3 separate regions of the Zea mays genome follow, and all the other regions are linked to region 2. The links are chromatin contacts, called in public Hi-C maps. All regions are on one chromosome and are shown on one strand. Each heading gives the region's core, a stretch centred on a gene start, on an enhancer-like site or on the middle of the called end of the contact. The rest is flanking DNA. Distances are from core to core; before and after follow the strand shown.

Region 1 (4,918 bases), core at 849-3,348, 550 kb before region 2:
ATAGAAGGAATCTTTTTTGCCACGAATCACGGGAACGAATATTACCATGTGCACACCGTTTACGACTGCATAATGCTGTGTAACATGATAGCGTAAAACATGAACCAAAACAGCGTAAATGAGTACGAAATTTAGCGTAAATCGTATATCTGTTTCGTAACCGTAAATGGGTCCCGAAATTACGGCATAATAATCGCGTGCGTCCGATCGTACGCGGGTTTTGGCTCAAATAGATTTTAGCGTAAAACGTGAGCTAAAACAGCGTAAATGAGTACACAATTTAGCGTAAATCGTATGCCTGTTTCGTATACCAAATTTACGGCGCGAAAATCACGCGCCATCGGTCGTGCGCGGGTTCTGGCTCGGACGGATTTAAACGTAAATCGTGAACCAAAACAACGTAAATGAGTATGAATTGTAGCGTAAATCGTCCATCTGTTTCATAATAACGAATGTAGACCGAATGTATCTCTCAGCGCATGAGGTTGTCATAAAACACATCAAGAAATTTCGTAAATTGGTGTAAGATACAACAAGAAGTGATCTGAGGTAATTGTAGCGTAAAATGCAAGCTAACCATCTACATGAGAACTGTTTCAGATTTTACAATATGATATAAGAGATAATTATTCCTGTTCATGTTGCCCTTATATTTTGTGTAGAGTTCCTTCAAGTCCGTTTTCTCAGAATCTGACCCTCTATATTTAGCTTCAAATTCTTCAATGTCAGCCTCCGTGACCTGGGAATAAAGATTAAATTAAGTACCATTATATATAAAAATATACAACCTGTCCCCAAAATAATGTCACTCTGGCTATACATCTGAACAAGCCAAAAGGGTATTCTTTTAGAGACAGAGCAACAGAGGTAGTTTTATGCCACAACAGAGTTCTCGCTACTGTATTTCCCTAAAAAATATCATTGTAAATTAATAGACAACATTAGCCTACAATTAATATAGAAGCAACCATACTTTATTGTACATTGTTCTGAAGTACTCCTGAAGTTGTTCAATTTTCTATTTTCTTTTCTTCTTTTCTGTTATTAGTTGAAGGCACACTTGCACACCCTTACTTGCATCACTTCATTACATAACTGATGAGCCAGTTTGCTCGATGCCCTTCAGGACAAGTCTGTTAATCCCTGGACAAAAAAATCAAGAATGATGATGGTATTGAGCTGATGATACCTGCACAAAATCCTGATTTGGTTCCAAACATCGTTTATCCATGGATCAAAAGTAAAGAAGTTGGCATTAGAGTTAGTATGTTTCACATATTTATCTTTATCCCATTCTTTAAAATAAAATCTAACGTTTTCCCAATAGATGTCACTGCTCAAAGTCGCCAACTCTAATTCTTAGAAATTGATTGAACATTAAAAACATATACAGCAGTGGCTATCCATCGGCACACCACTGAACAAAACAACATGTAAACTGCAAACGGTACACTAATGCACAATATAAGGAAACATTGAGAGCCGATTATACCTCTTCCAAACCCAAACAAAGCAGTTGTAGCAATGCCACATTTCACATAAGGATTATGCAACAGATCCAAAAAACGTTCCTGAACCATAGGTAGACTGATCAGAGGGCCCTTCACGCCAATATTAAACATCACTCTGTTATTCCAGAAAATCAGATCACGCTATGAATGTCTCGTGGTAACTCACCGTGGTCGACATGGATACCGAGCGAGTGCAGGATGTGGGACGCATGCGAGCCACAGCAAAGCGCGACGATCGTCCATGCGACTCGGCCCCGGCTCCGCAGCAGGAATTCCTCCTTCCTGGCCGCCATCTCCCTCCACTTGCGCGCGCTCTCCCCAGCCCCCGCGACCGCTCCCCCTCGACGCGCCGTGGCGGGGAACCTGCACTCCGTGAGCCTGGCCGCGAGCTCCTCCCCCGCGCCCGGCGGCGCCGACGCCCTCAAGCGCACCGCGGCAGACTCAGCGAGGAGGTTGACCGCCGCCATCTCCACCCGCGGGAACAACAGCCGTGCAGTCGCGCTGGAGAGTGGGTCCGCACGGAGCAGGGGCAGTCTGGAGATGTAGCACCGGCGCTACGAGGAAGATGAAGATGGGGGAAGAAGAAACTGGCGGCGGCTACGTGCCTTCCGGAGATAAAGATGGGAGCAGTTAGGGTAAAGAAATGCGTGGGTAAAATGGGCCATCAAATAAAAGTTCTCGTGGGCCCAGAAAGCTAAATCATGCACAAACTATATTTGCATAAATGGCAACACACATCATCGTAACTCATATGTTAATTTGGCGTAAGTAGTCGTGGACAGTAAACCAAAAATGGTCTGGTGCGGTCTGCACACCTGGTTGGTCGGCCCGGTCGGTAGGTGGCCGGGGCTCCCTGCAGTAATGGAAGCCCAGGGCTCCTAATACTATATATATATATATATATATATATATATATATATATATATATTACTACTATTTGTAAGATCTAAGTGTTACTTTAGTTAGTAGTTGGTATGATACTATGTTGGAGGAATAATAAGGTCTAATTGACCCCATGTGCTGCTAATAAATTGTGCATCATGCTGAGATTTTTGTTTGTGCATACGTGTTGAGATAATATGAGTATACACCCTTTCCTTACAAATCTCGACGATTAGATTTCTGTTAAGGGGGTAGGATTTGTAATGCCCAAAAATCTGTATAAAATAATAATAATAATAATAATAAAATAAATATATGAAGAAAGAAAATAGTAAATTCAGATATCTCAAAGTATACACTTTGAGGACTGAATTTTGAAATCCAAGAATTATTTCAGAAGAGAAGTAATAGAAAAGATTTCTATTCAACTAGATGATTATGCATATCAGTAAATGATGTACCATAAGCATTTATTTACATGAATACTTAATTCTAAAGTAACTTTTACTTCTTATCCCACTTTCAAAATATTATTTTCCTAAGAAGAAAGAAAACAAAATGAGTGTGTGCATGGCACATTTTGAATCTTTAACTAAACAAATAATAAAATAATTAATATATAGAAAAGTGTACTCTGCATTCATGCCAATATTTTGAATTATAGCATTTGACCATAAAAATTCAAAGTTGTATTTTTTCTGTGAATTAGAAAACTGAAAACAAAGCAAATAGAAAGAAAACAGGAAAATAACAAAAGAAAAAAGAAGAACTAGAACCCTCTGGGCCGGCTACCTCACTTTCGGACAATTCTCCACCTTGGCCCACTTTGCTCGTGGCACTCAGCCCACACCGCCAGACATTATACCGCGCCAGCCCAACCTCTGCACCTAACCACCCAATTTAGTTTCCACCGGGCGGCCTAGTCGCTCGCGTCGCTCTGCGGCACTGGCAGATCGGGCCCGCGTGGCATACTCTCTACCTGGGTGCTCGGGGTTCTACGGGCGTCGTCTGGTGGGGTCGGCTCGTTAGATCTATCCGCATCCCCATCTCCCGGAAGAACTCTCAACAGCGCCGTAACAAATCGGCCGGATTTGGCGCAGGCTACCGGGTCTGCGGGAATTATTGCGAATCGGTCTCCGGCCTTGCTCGGGTATAAAACCTCGACACAGCTCCCAGCTTCTCCATGCCATGCCATGGTCCGCCATTTACTTTGAGAGTGGGAGAACAGCCATTGTTGAGGGTTGGTCCTCTTCGCCATTGGCCCGAGAAAATTGGTCTAGGAAGATCAGCATCGAATGTAGGACGTCTTCGGGGGCTCAGCCATGTGAGAAATCATGTGGGCGACTGGTAATTCATTGCCGGATTCCGACTCTTGCGGCCAAATCGCCGCGCGACGAGAACAAGCCTCCTCGGGATCTAATCACCGGTATGGTACCCATCCCTATCCTTGGAATTCACTCAGCCTTGCGTAGCACTAGCGGGGATTAAGAATGAAGTACTAGAACCCTGGGTCTCTGCGCTCCAGCGAACCGCCACCATGGGGAGCAGGGCGGCGCCGCTGTGCGCGACCGAAACGAGGAAGAAGTTGCCAGTCGTTAGATGCTGAGCATATGGCTCAGATTAGGTCGGGGTAATGGTTTGACTAGATCCGATACCCGCCGTCGATCCCTGTGTAGGCGGTCAAGATTAGAATCGCGTACCCCTTCGATTTATGAAAGCGATCGGGCCGTTGATCAAGAATCGTGCGGGTCAGGATGGATCGGGAGAGTTTTAAATCCGCGCCGCTGATCGCTGATCAAACGGCTATAGTATCGTACCTCTTCGCTAATGATAGGATCTAATCTAGGCCCTCGGTTTGCATCGAGCGGGCGAGGGTTAGGAATACCCCTTCGTCCTGGGTCTTTTGCAGAAGAGCCCTTGGACTCCTTTCAAATGAACCCGCGGTCTTGGGCAAGCACGGTCTGAGTCTCCTGAAGTTTTATAGTTTCACCCCTGTCTTCTCTAGAAATTGAGGCGCAATCCAGGGAATTAAGAAATTAGAGAAATGGATTTAGAAATGGATTTTAATATGAAAATAATGGCTAGCATTTATTTAATTCATAGAAAATCCATTCTAGCTCCAAATTAATTCATTTCAGTTCCTATAATTTTGTAATATTATTGTTTATCAATTAGTGCAATCGTTTCGACATGAAAGTCGCATTAAAATTTATTTCCTAATTAATCTTATATCAAATACATAAAACTTTAGGAAATTCATAACTCCTCCGTTTTAACTCTGATTTAATCCGTTCAAGTTGCGTTAGTCTCGTATAAATATTTACTATGCAATAACAACACTTATATACCATGTCTCATTATTTTATAATTAGATTTGTATTTAACTTATGTTGGTTAGTCTTGTTAATCTGCTCATCTACTAAAATATGATCTATGGTCAATTAATAATTTAGATTAAAGTTGAATTAATTACTACTATAGGTTACCTTTTCTCTGGGATTATAAAATAAACATAGAACCTGATG
Region 2 (4,382 bases), core at 1,724-4,223:
TGCGTATGTAGGCCTGTATATGTAGGCCTGTATGATCAAGGACTATCTTAACTAGCCACATGCCCTGGATAGGGGACAGGGTAAGCTTGAACCCGGCTATTCCATACATAAAAAGACAATCGCGCACTGGGAGTGGAGAGATGGCGAGAGTGGCACGTACCCTCCTGGCAAAGGACCGCCTAAAAGGGGTGGTGTGCTCTCGGGTGGCGCGAACCTGTTCATGCAGTCGAGGATCCGTGGGAATGGTAGACATATGCAAGAGTTACGAGAAACATAGGTCGTGTGGTTAGAGATCCTCAGCTGAGTAAATCGATTCGGATCGCCGTTATATCACTGGATAGTGGAGACTTGATCTCCGACCTACAACATAAGTCAGGATGTAAACATTATGAATAAAAATGATGTTGCATTGATGAGATGGTGAAATTAGACTAGATGCAACTAGAGTCTATTACTATTTAATCTGGCGTTAAAATATTGAAAGTAAGGACTCACTTTAGTAAGCTATTTCTGCAAAAGTATCTAATTTGATTCTTGCTAAAACCTTTTCCTTGATTCCTGTTTAACCAGTATATCCTTGTGAGTCATTTTTCCTTAGTCGGGTAAGACTTGCGAAAGTACACTCCGTACTCAGGGTTTTCGAACCCATGTTGTTGTAGGTGATGAGGAGTACTCTAAGTGTTCCTGTGGCTGGAGGGCATTTCCAGTCCTGCAGGAGGACTAGCTAGGTTTATGTATAAGCTTTGGAGGGTTCCTACCTTCCTGCTATTGTAATAAGTTATACACTTCGAGTATATCAGGACTTGTAATAAATGTAACCTTCGTATGTAATAAACTTTAGTTTTAGAAATGAAAATAATGTTTTATAAAGTCTTCCGCTCTTATCTCCGAAGTGTGTGTGTATCGAATGTAATTACTGTAATATGCATGTATGGTGGGAGATCCTTGGGATGATGAGTTCAAGTTGTTGAACTCGTGATAGCCTTGTTAAGTTACCTGGTAGACGTGCATAACCATCTGAGGCCATCAAGTCAAGGATTGGTGCATGTGGGCCTGATAACTTGGGAGGGCTACCACAACAGCGGGGAACAATAGAGCATTGTATGCCATTGCCATGAGCCCTGTTCTATTGCCATGGAATCGATGGGGACGATTGATGTGTGTGGGGTTAGAGTGCCCTGACATATCATGTGTTTAGGTTAACCTTGCAATGTTAAAACTCGATTCGAATTGTCTGCTTCTCCCAGCTAATGAGATTGATTGATCCATGCTGCTACATCGAGTGAGAAGTGAAATTGGGCTTATTGAGATAAAGTGTTGATTGCATTAATTGCTTGCTATCATTAATGCTTAGAAGGAAGCAAACATAGTTTTAAGAATATTATAGAACCTGAAAAGTTAAAAGTAGACTTAGAACTCAGTAGTGCTTTTGGCAAATCAAACCACTCATCCAAAAAACTTCATGGTCTAGAGGTCGAGGAGTAGATTCCTCACCCGTGTAAGTCTATTTGAGTATTAATATACTTAGCCTTGTTTGGTGCATAATTTTACAGGTTTGTTGCAAGACATGGTTGATGGTGTGACTTGCCCAGCCACCCTGCCATCGGGTTGGACGGTCGAGTGGGATGCCACCTCGGCAGGAGAGGACTAGGTGGAGTAGTGAGCCAGGCTTCACCCTACTCCCCATTTATCGTCGTTAGTTATTATCTGTAATACCCAATTTGTGATTTGTAAGAGATAATATAAAAGGAGAAACAATTTCACTTTATATGTGTGGGTTGAACCTATTTGTCATCACATGTGAACACCATCTTTAAAAAAAATAACTAATAAAAATATATGCTGATAAATTATGCATCATGCTGGATTTCTATTGTGAGTGCATTATTTGTGACAATATAAAAATAACATAAAAAATATGTTAATGTCCAAAGTGGAATTTAAATCCTAAAGGAAAATTCAAGAATCTAGAAAAAGAGAAGAAGGGAAATTACTATGTGAATAAAAATAAATATAAAAAAGTATATATTATGATTCTTACACAGATTTGAGTTTATACATTTGACTCAAAGTTGAATTTCATAACAAGACTTAAATTCAAATTAGAGATTCAAATGAAAATAAAATGAATCAAAAAAGAAAAGGAAAATATGAAAAGAAAAAAAAGAAAATCAATTCAGCCGTGTTGGGTCAAAACACCAGCCAGCCCATCTCCATGCCATTGCATGGCCCAGCTGAGAAGAGATCGCGCACCACGCCGTGGGCTCTGTGGCTGACAAGGCGGGCCCTCTGGCCAGTGGTCCACGCGCGTCGCTAGCCACTGTGATGCGGGACCCACACGTAAGACATCGCCCTGTAGATCTTCTCCCTTCACCGCGCAACAAACCGAGGTCATCACCACGAATTCCGTCGCAGCTCCAGCTAGCCCCAACCACTTTGCCCACTTCACCGGGAGATAAGTAGCGGGTTGACCCCCCCCCCCCCCCCCCCCCCCCCCCCCCCGCCACCTTCTCCTCAACTGTAACCCTCTGCTCATAGCCGATAGGATGCCTACCCATTCAAGCGCGACTCGCCGCCATTGGCGCTCCGTCAGCGTGTGCCCCGGATCGGTGCCGCTCCGTACTCCGACCTGTGCTCTCCCTCCGTCGAGTCGTCGGGGATTGATCTGATGACCTCCCTGCTGTGGGTTGGCGGCCGGAGCCCTCGAAATTGGTCGTCGTGGTACTAACTCCTCCGTGTGTCCGTTGTGTGTCGTGACCAGAGCTGCGCACTGTCGGAAACTGGGTAAGAATTCTCTTCTCGAGATCGCCATCCCCTAAATTTCATTTTGCACCCGAGATACATGGGAATCGTGTACCGATTAGTGCGTCAGGTGTCTCAACCATGGCGAGCCGACGTGGTGTTAGGCGCGGTCGCCGATGTTGGCAGTGAGGTAGGAGAACGCATCCCGATCGTTGATGCGTGGATTAAGGGTTGAGATTATATACTGCGTACCCTTTCTCCAGGTTCGATCTGGTCCGTCGATCTAGATCGGACGGATAGAAATCGATCTAGAGTAATAAAACCCTCACCGTTGAAGTCGGATCCGACGGTTAGATTCGTGTACCGGTTCAAAGTTAATAGAGATCTAATCCGGGCCGTGTATCTGAGAAAGGATGGCTCAGATCTGCCCATACCCGTTCGGTCTAGACAAAATGCAAAACAGCCCCTCGGTTTTATCAAAACCAACCCATCGTCCTGCGCAGTGGGGCTCTGTGTCTTAGGAAAAATTATCCCGAGCCCCTGGGTTTCTCTGGTTTTGTGCGCCTGATCCATGGGAGTAAGAAATCCAGGAAATTAAATAGAAAATAGATTTGTAATATATAAATAAGTGCTAGAACTTGTAAAATTCATAGAAAATTCATTTTTAGTCCAAATTAATCCATTCCAGTTTCTAAAATTTTGTAATATTATTGTCTATCACTTAGAGTCTCTGTTTTGATATGAAAACTGTAAGAAAATTAATTTCCCACTTAATCCTATTTCAAGCACATAAAACATTTGGAAATTCATAACTTAAAATCCATAACTCCAAAATTAATGATTCATGTTCCTAGGATCTTATTTTAATGTGTAGATTATTATTGTGTATTTTGTTTACATGTTTGGTGTGATGTTAATTCTCCTTTATATTGTGCTTGTTTGTATTGTGGCGAGTAGAAGAGCCGGTGACTGAGGATCCTGGTGCCCAGCCGATAGAAGTTGCTGAGCAGGAGCTCATTGAAGGCAAGTTGTGCCCTTGACCACTTTTATTACCCAACAATGTTCTTTATTATCACTTATTCATGCATAGGATTAATTTTGATGGGACCCTATAACACTCCGGGATCCACAAACACCCCGAGATGCTACTGGACTTCACTACCAACAGCCGAACACTAAGCAAAATAAAATTTGGTAGTGCCTCCTTTGTAATTATAAGCATCGCAGAAGCAAAAGAGATATATCAATACAAAATGAATCATAATAGTATGATATAATTCTCATCAAGGACAATTAACCACGAATGAACCAGTTTATGCCTACATCATACTCTAGTATGAACCTTAAAAGTCAATAACTCAAGCTAATTATTTGGTTCTTTAAGCAATGTGTGCAACGTGCCGCTACTTCCCACTCCCCTTGATAAGCATTAAGCAAATTGTTTTGATGAGATATTTAAACCACAATATGAATTAATCAACATTTTACAGGAATCTCAATTAAGAACAAAAATACTTGTAGATATAGAACTCAATAGTCCCAATATAACCAATACCATCTCATATCCTCGAGCAACCACAATAGTTTGTATAATACTTCACTGCGTCAACAATATCTGCAAATATCACTTCAATGAATGC
Region 3 (4,242 bases), core at 654-3,153, 630 kb before region 2:
TTTATAAAATGGTTATTCAGAGTATAGGTTGATTTTTGTATTGTTATCTTCATGATTCGATGCAAAATATTCCGCATTAATATTTGCAACAATTTGCATATTTCCACAAATTAATATGAATTATGGTTGTTATAATTGATCTATGAGTAGTTTTCTAATAACAAATATTAAAATAACTTTTCAATATTTATCATGTTCTCATAATTTAATAATATTTATTATAGTTGTTTAACTATATTTTTCTTAAATAGAAATTTAAAAGAAAATGTAGACCATATGTTTCTTGATCGAAATAAATATAAATATCCTTCACTTCATTTTGTCTTATATTAAAGTTTTTCATAATTATATATTGTAGGCTTATCAATATAAAAATGTACCATAGAGCTTCTTCTAAAATAAATGTTAAAATGTCATAGTTAGTGTTCATGCTCTTTATAATTAAAATAGTAGCATCTGTATTTTTTTGAATATAGCTTTCATGATTAAAGTGAATAGATTATATTATTTTAAGCATAGCTCATTTAATAAAAATATAGATCATGTGTTTTCCTAATAAAAATAAAATGATTAATGGTTTTTTTCTTTACACATAAAACCTGTTTAGGCTTATATATTAGCTTCTCATCAAGAAAGGTTTAACAAATGTTTTATAATGTGTTTTATAATCTTTTAATCCATAGTCTTAGTCATTCGATATATGGCTTTTATAAAATATTAAAATGGTGAACCGAATGTTTATTTATTTAGGATTAAAATATTTTCAAGTGTATATCATGTCTTGTTTTATAAAACAAAACTAAATCCCTTTTCAAAAAGAGTGTCTTTTACCTTTGTTTGTGGGTTTTTTGGAAAATGAACGATCTTTAATTATACTTTCTTTTTTGCTTGTTCATGGTGATTGGTGTATGTTTCTTCTTGTTTGCTTGTGTTATGTACTGGTTGATCCAGGCTACGGGTTGATTATCTAGAAACCTGTGGACTCATACGAAAAAATCCCTGGCCGAAGGGGTCCTAGCTCATCTGGGCGGCAGATCTAAAATAAAACGGTCTAGATAAGATTTATTGTAAATCAAACCAGTATGTGATTTCGGCCGTTCAATCCAGGATCCGCGGCCAAGAATCCACCACGCCAATGATGTGGTTTTCTTTATCTTATCCAGATCCGGTCGACCAGATCAAACACGCGAAGTGGTATGGTTCTTCCAATCTCAGCCGTGATAAACGGCTGAGCACGCCCCTGCATCCTTCTGTCCTTTCAACTCACCACGGTGCGGCGGAGCAGAGCTCCCGCGGTGGTCGACCCACCGGAGTTACCCCGCCCGGCACTCTCTAGTGCACCAACCCGCAAATGGATGGGTTCTACGCGTAGTACGGAGTAGCTCGAGATGATCATGGTAGAGCTTAGTGAGAGTCGCTGAGTAGAGTTCGCTACCCACGTTGCATGGCGTTAGCACGGCCAATGGAGCTCTCCGGCAAGCAATTCCACGCATGATTAATGCACGAACATCTTCGGCACGCTCCCACGATCACACCAAGGTGGCACTGTAGCGAGGCGGAGGAAGCCATGGATGGAGATGGATGAACAGGAGGGTGCACGCAACTCGAGTCTTATAGCTTGGTGGCGGAGTCTGATCCTGAGGTCATAGGCCAAATCACGACAACCTAAGTATCCGGATTTCAACAACCACTGGCGGTTATGATCTCTGATTCGCACATTCGTTGGGGACGAACGGTCTTGCAAATGGGGTCCCACATGGAGGTGGCGTAGGGGTTCGTGGCGCGCGTGACTGGGCGGACGATGACCGTACGGGTCCATGCCGCCGTTGTACGAGCTTCTCATGAGGGTGAGCAGGTCCGATCATGCGTGCCTGTGGTGTTGGCTGACGGCGAAGCCCCATTAATATGAAAAGGGGCGGGGATAGGAATTGGGCCTGCACGGGTGATAAGCTGGGGGTGGCCCGCGGGATGTCTTCCTAGGCCGAGTCCTTGACTTTCCCTTTTCTATTTTCTTTTCCTTTTCTTATTCTTTTTTCTATTTCCAGCTTCTAATTTCATATTTTCAAATCAAGTTTGTTTTTCAAAATTCATATTTGGTTTGGATGCTACAACCAAAAAGTATCCAACATGAAATGCAAAGAATATACTTTATATATTTATGTTTATATTAGTTCTCTTATCCATGCTTCAAAACTTATAATAAAAAATAATCCACATATTATTCATTTTAGGGAAATAACACTTTTGAATGTTTGATATAATTAAAATTTAATTCAAAAATGAATTTGTTTTAGGGCAATTAAATAATTTCAAATGCGAGGTCTGATCATAACTTTAATTCTCTGGAGGACATGCGTATGTATAGTTCAACCGAAAATCAATTCAAGTGATAACCATTAAGTAACCAATTATATACATTGTTTAAAGGAATAAATTAGTTCATATAAGAATCCCAACCTTTTATTAGAAAATACTTTTATCTTGAAGGGAAATAACTTCAAAAGTGAGAAACCCATATTAAGGGATATTCTAAACTCTTAACCTTTTGGAGAAACTTTTATAAATCTCAAAATGGGATTTGGGGTGTTACAAATTTTACCCTCTTAAAAATAATCTCGTCCTCGAGATTAGTAAGAAAAGGATGTAGACGGTTTTGTTTTGTAGGTTAGTGCCTAGTTCTTAATTGGCTCTAAAATCAAAAAGGGGGGGTTTTCATTGATTAGCATGTGATTGGGAATGCATGAGAATGTTCTATGTCTAGCCACGTAAGAGGTAGATTGAGATCTGTCTAGATCATGATTGGTTGGACGCTATAGAGGCTACAAGTGATGAACTGCTTAGAGCGTATTCGAGGGCAGAAGAATAAGCTATGACAGTTGCCTTCGGCGCTCGCGGGAAAAAGAGGCTGAATAGAGTGTTCCATGTTATTAGGTTCATTTACCCAGATTACTGTTTGTCGTAAAATGATAGATAACATTTGGTATCCGAAGCTCGAACTCGGTTTGTCTGCGATGACTAAGGATTAGCTTGCAGATAGCCTTCCTACAACAGCTTGAAGGTTTGTATACTTTGGCTTGTCATTTTGTAATTTGTGTTACGATGAACTATTTTTGTGGTATTTCTTATCATCGTTATGTGTCCACTCTTCGTTTGCCAGGGCTTGATTCTAAGCAAGGCACTGAAGGCCTAAAAAGATGCAGAGGATGAGCTGCCGAATAGCACATGGAAACCTTCGTTCGGAGGTCATAACATTAAGAAACAAAGCTCTTGAGAAAGATAAGATCCTACACTCTTTAGTGGAAAGATTAAAATCTAGCAAAGCCAGGCTTTCTGCTCAAGCTAAAACTCACGAAGCCGAGATGTAAGAACTGAAGAAGAAAGTTGACGAAGCAACTGAGAACTTTAATGTTGAAGTGGTAAAACATGAAATATGTGAAATTGAAAGGTCAAGGTCGCAAAAAATGTTGATGAGCTCCGTGCTGCTAAGGAAAAATGCTATGAAATGGCTATAGAATGTGCTAAAAATCTAAAGAACAGCTTTTCTAAAGTTGGAGCATTTTCTTCCGAGCAGAAATTCATTCGTGGAAATCCTGATGAAGTTATTCAATGGATAAACGGAGAGGTTGAAGCTTTCGAGGAAATTCTTAGCGACAGAGGGGACTTCTGTGCCTTTGCCGGCACCTGTGGGGCTACGTCCATTTTGGAGAAGGTTGGCTGTGATCATGCCAAGGTTGTGGCTCAGCCAAACTTTGCCTTCTCAGCTAATGATGTTAGAAACCCTTCAGTCGAAGCTACTACCTTAGGTGGGAAATTTTATTCCGAGATATGGCTGAAGGGTGGGCGAGAAATTGCTGATGAAGCTATTAAGAGGAATGAGAAAGAATCTCATGAGGCTTTAGAAGAGGCCAAAAGAGCTGAAGAAGTTGCCGAGCGGGCGAGACTTATTGGTATGCTCTTTATAACTCATCTTCGTAAGTTTTTTAGCTTTGGCACTGATAGATATTTGTGTTTCAATGCAGCTGAGCTTTCACTGCCCCTCGAGCCATATAACCCTGAAGCTAACCCATCCGTCAAGGAGGCGCTTGATATAATCAAAATTGCTAGTGATGCTATTGACAAAGCTGTCGACAAGCTTTTGAATGAAGCTGCCGACAAAGTCCTAAAGGAGAGCTGAAGCTTTGTATTTTCGATAGTTTATTGTCTTTGTGTATAACTCCTGTCTTTGTAAGAAACACTTATAAA

The links. Hi-C and Micro-C count contacts between places; a contact is called where the count stands out from the background.
Region 1: a Hi-C map of leaf shows a contact between it and region 2, with 4 times the contacts expected there. The contact joins the promoter of LOC109944547 here to the enhancer-like site in region 2. A contact is called at or near these places in 7 of 25 Hi-C or Micro-C datasets (bundle sheath, ear, endosperm and 2 more).
Region 3: a Hi-C map of leaf shows a contact between it and region 2, with 3 times the contacts expected there. The contact joins two enhancer-like sites. A contact is called at or near these places in 3 of 25 Hi-C or Micro-C datasets (endosperm, leaf and leaf mesophyll).

What each region holds. Positions count from the first base shown.
Region 1 is chr2:123,091,070-123,095,987 of Zm-B73-REFERENCE-NAM-5.0, reverse strand. LOC109944547 (copper-transporting ATPase PAA2, chloroplastic) reads right to left here and starts at 2,098. Exons shown (of 3, transcript XM_020549319.1): 1 at 1,678-2,098; 2 at 1,493-1,571; 3 at 408-739. The coding sequence starts at 1,978. The coding sequence ends at 1,546. It overlaps LOC100278259 (a long non-coding RNA gene), which reads left to right and starts at 3,577. Exons shown (of 3, transcript NR_159984.1): 1 at 3,577-3,819.
Region 2 is chr2:122,544,637-122,549,018 of Zm-B73-REFERENCE-NAM-5.0, reverse strand. No RefSeq gene overlaps it. Among protein-coding and RNA genes, the nearest start is that of LOC103646919, 29 kb to the left of the region's middle. Within about 2 kb of position 2,973, at least 17 of the 20 cell types and tissues checked have an H3K27ac peak or open chromatin away from gene starts, as enhancers often do. A contact at or near this core is called in bundle sheath, ear, endosperm and 2 more, where this site is marked.
Region 3 is chr2:123,168,737-123,172,978 of Zm-B73-REFERENCE-NAM-5.0, reverse strand. No RefSeq gene overlaps it. Among protein-coding and RNA genes, the nearest start is that of LOC109944021, 69 kb to the right of the region's middle. Within about 2 kb of position 1,903, at least 10 of the 20 cell types and tissues checked have an H3K27ac peak or open chromatin away from gene starts, as enhancers often do. A contact at or near this core is called in leaf, where this site is marked.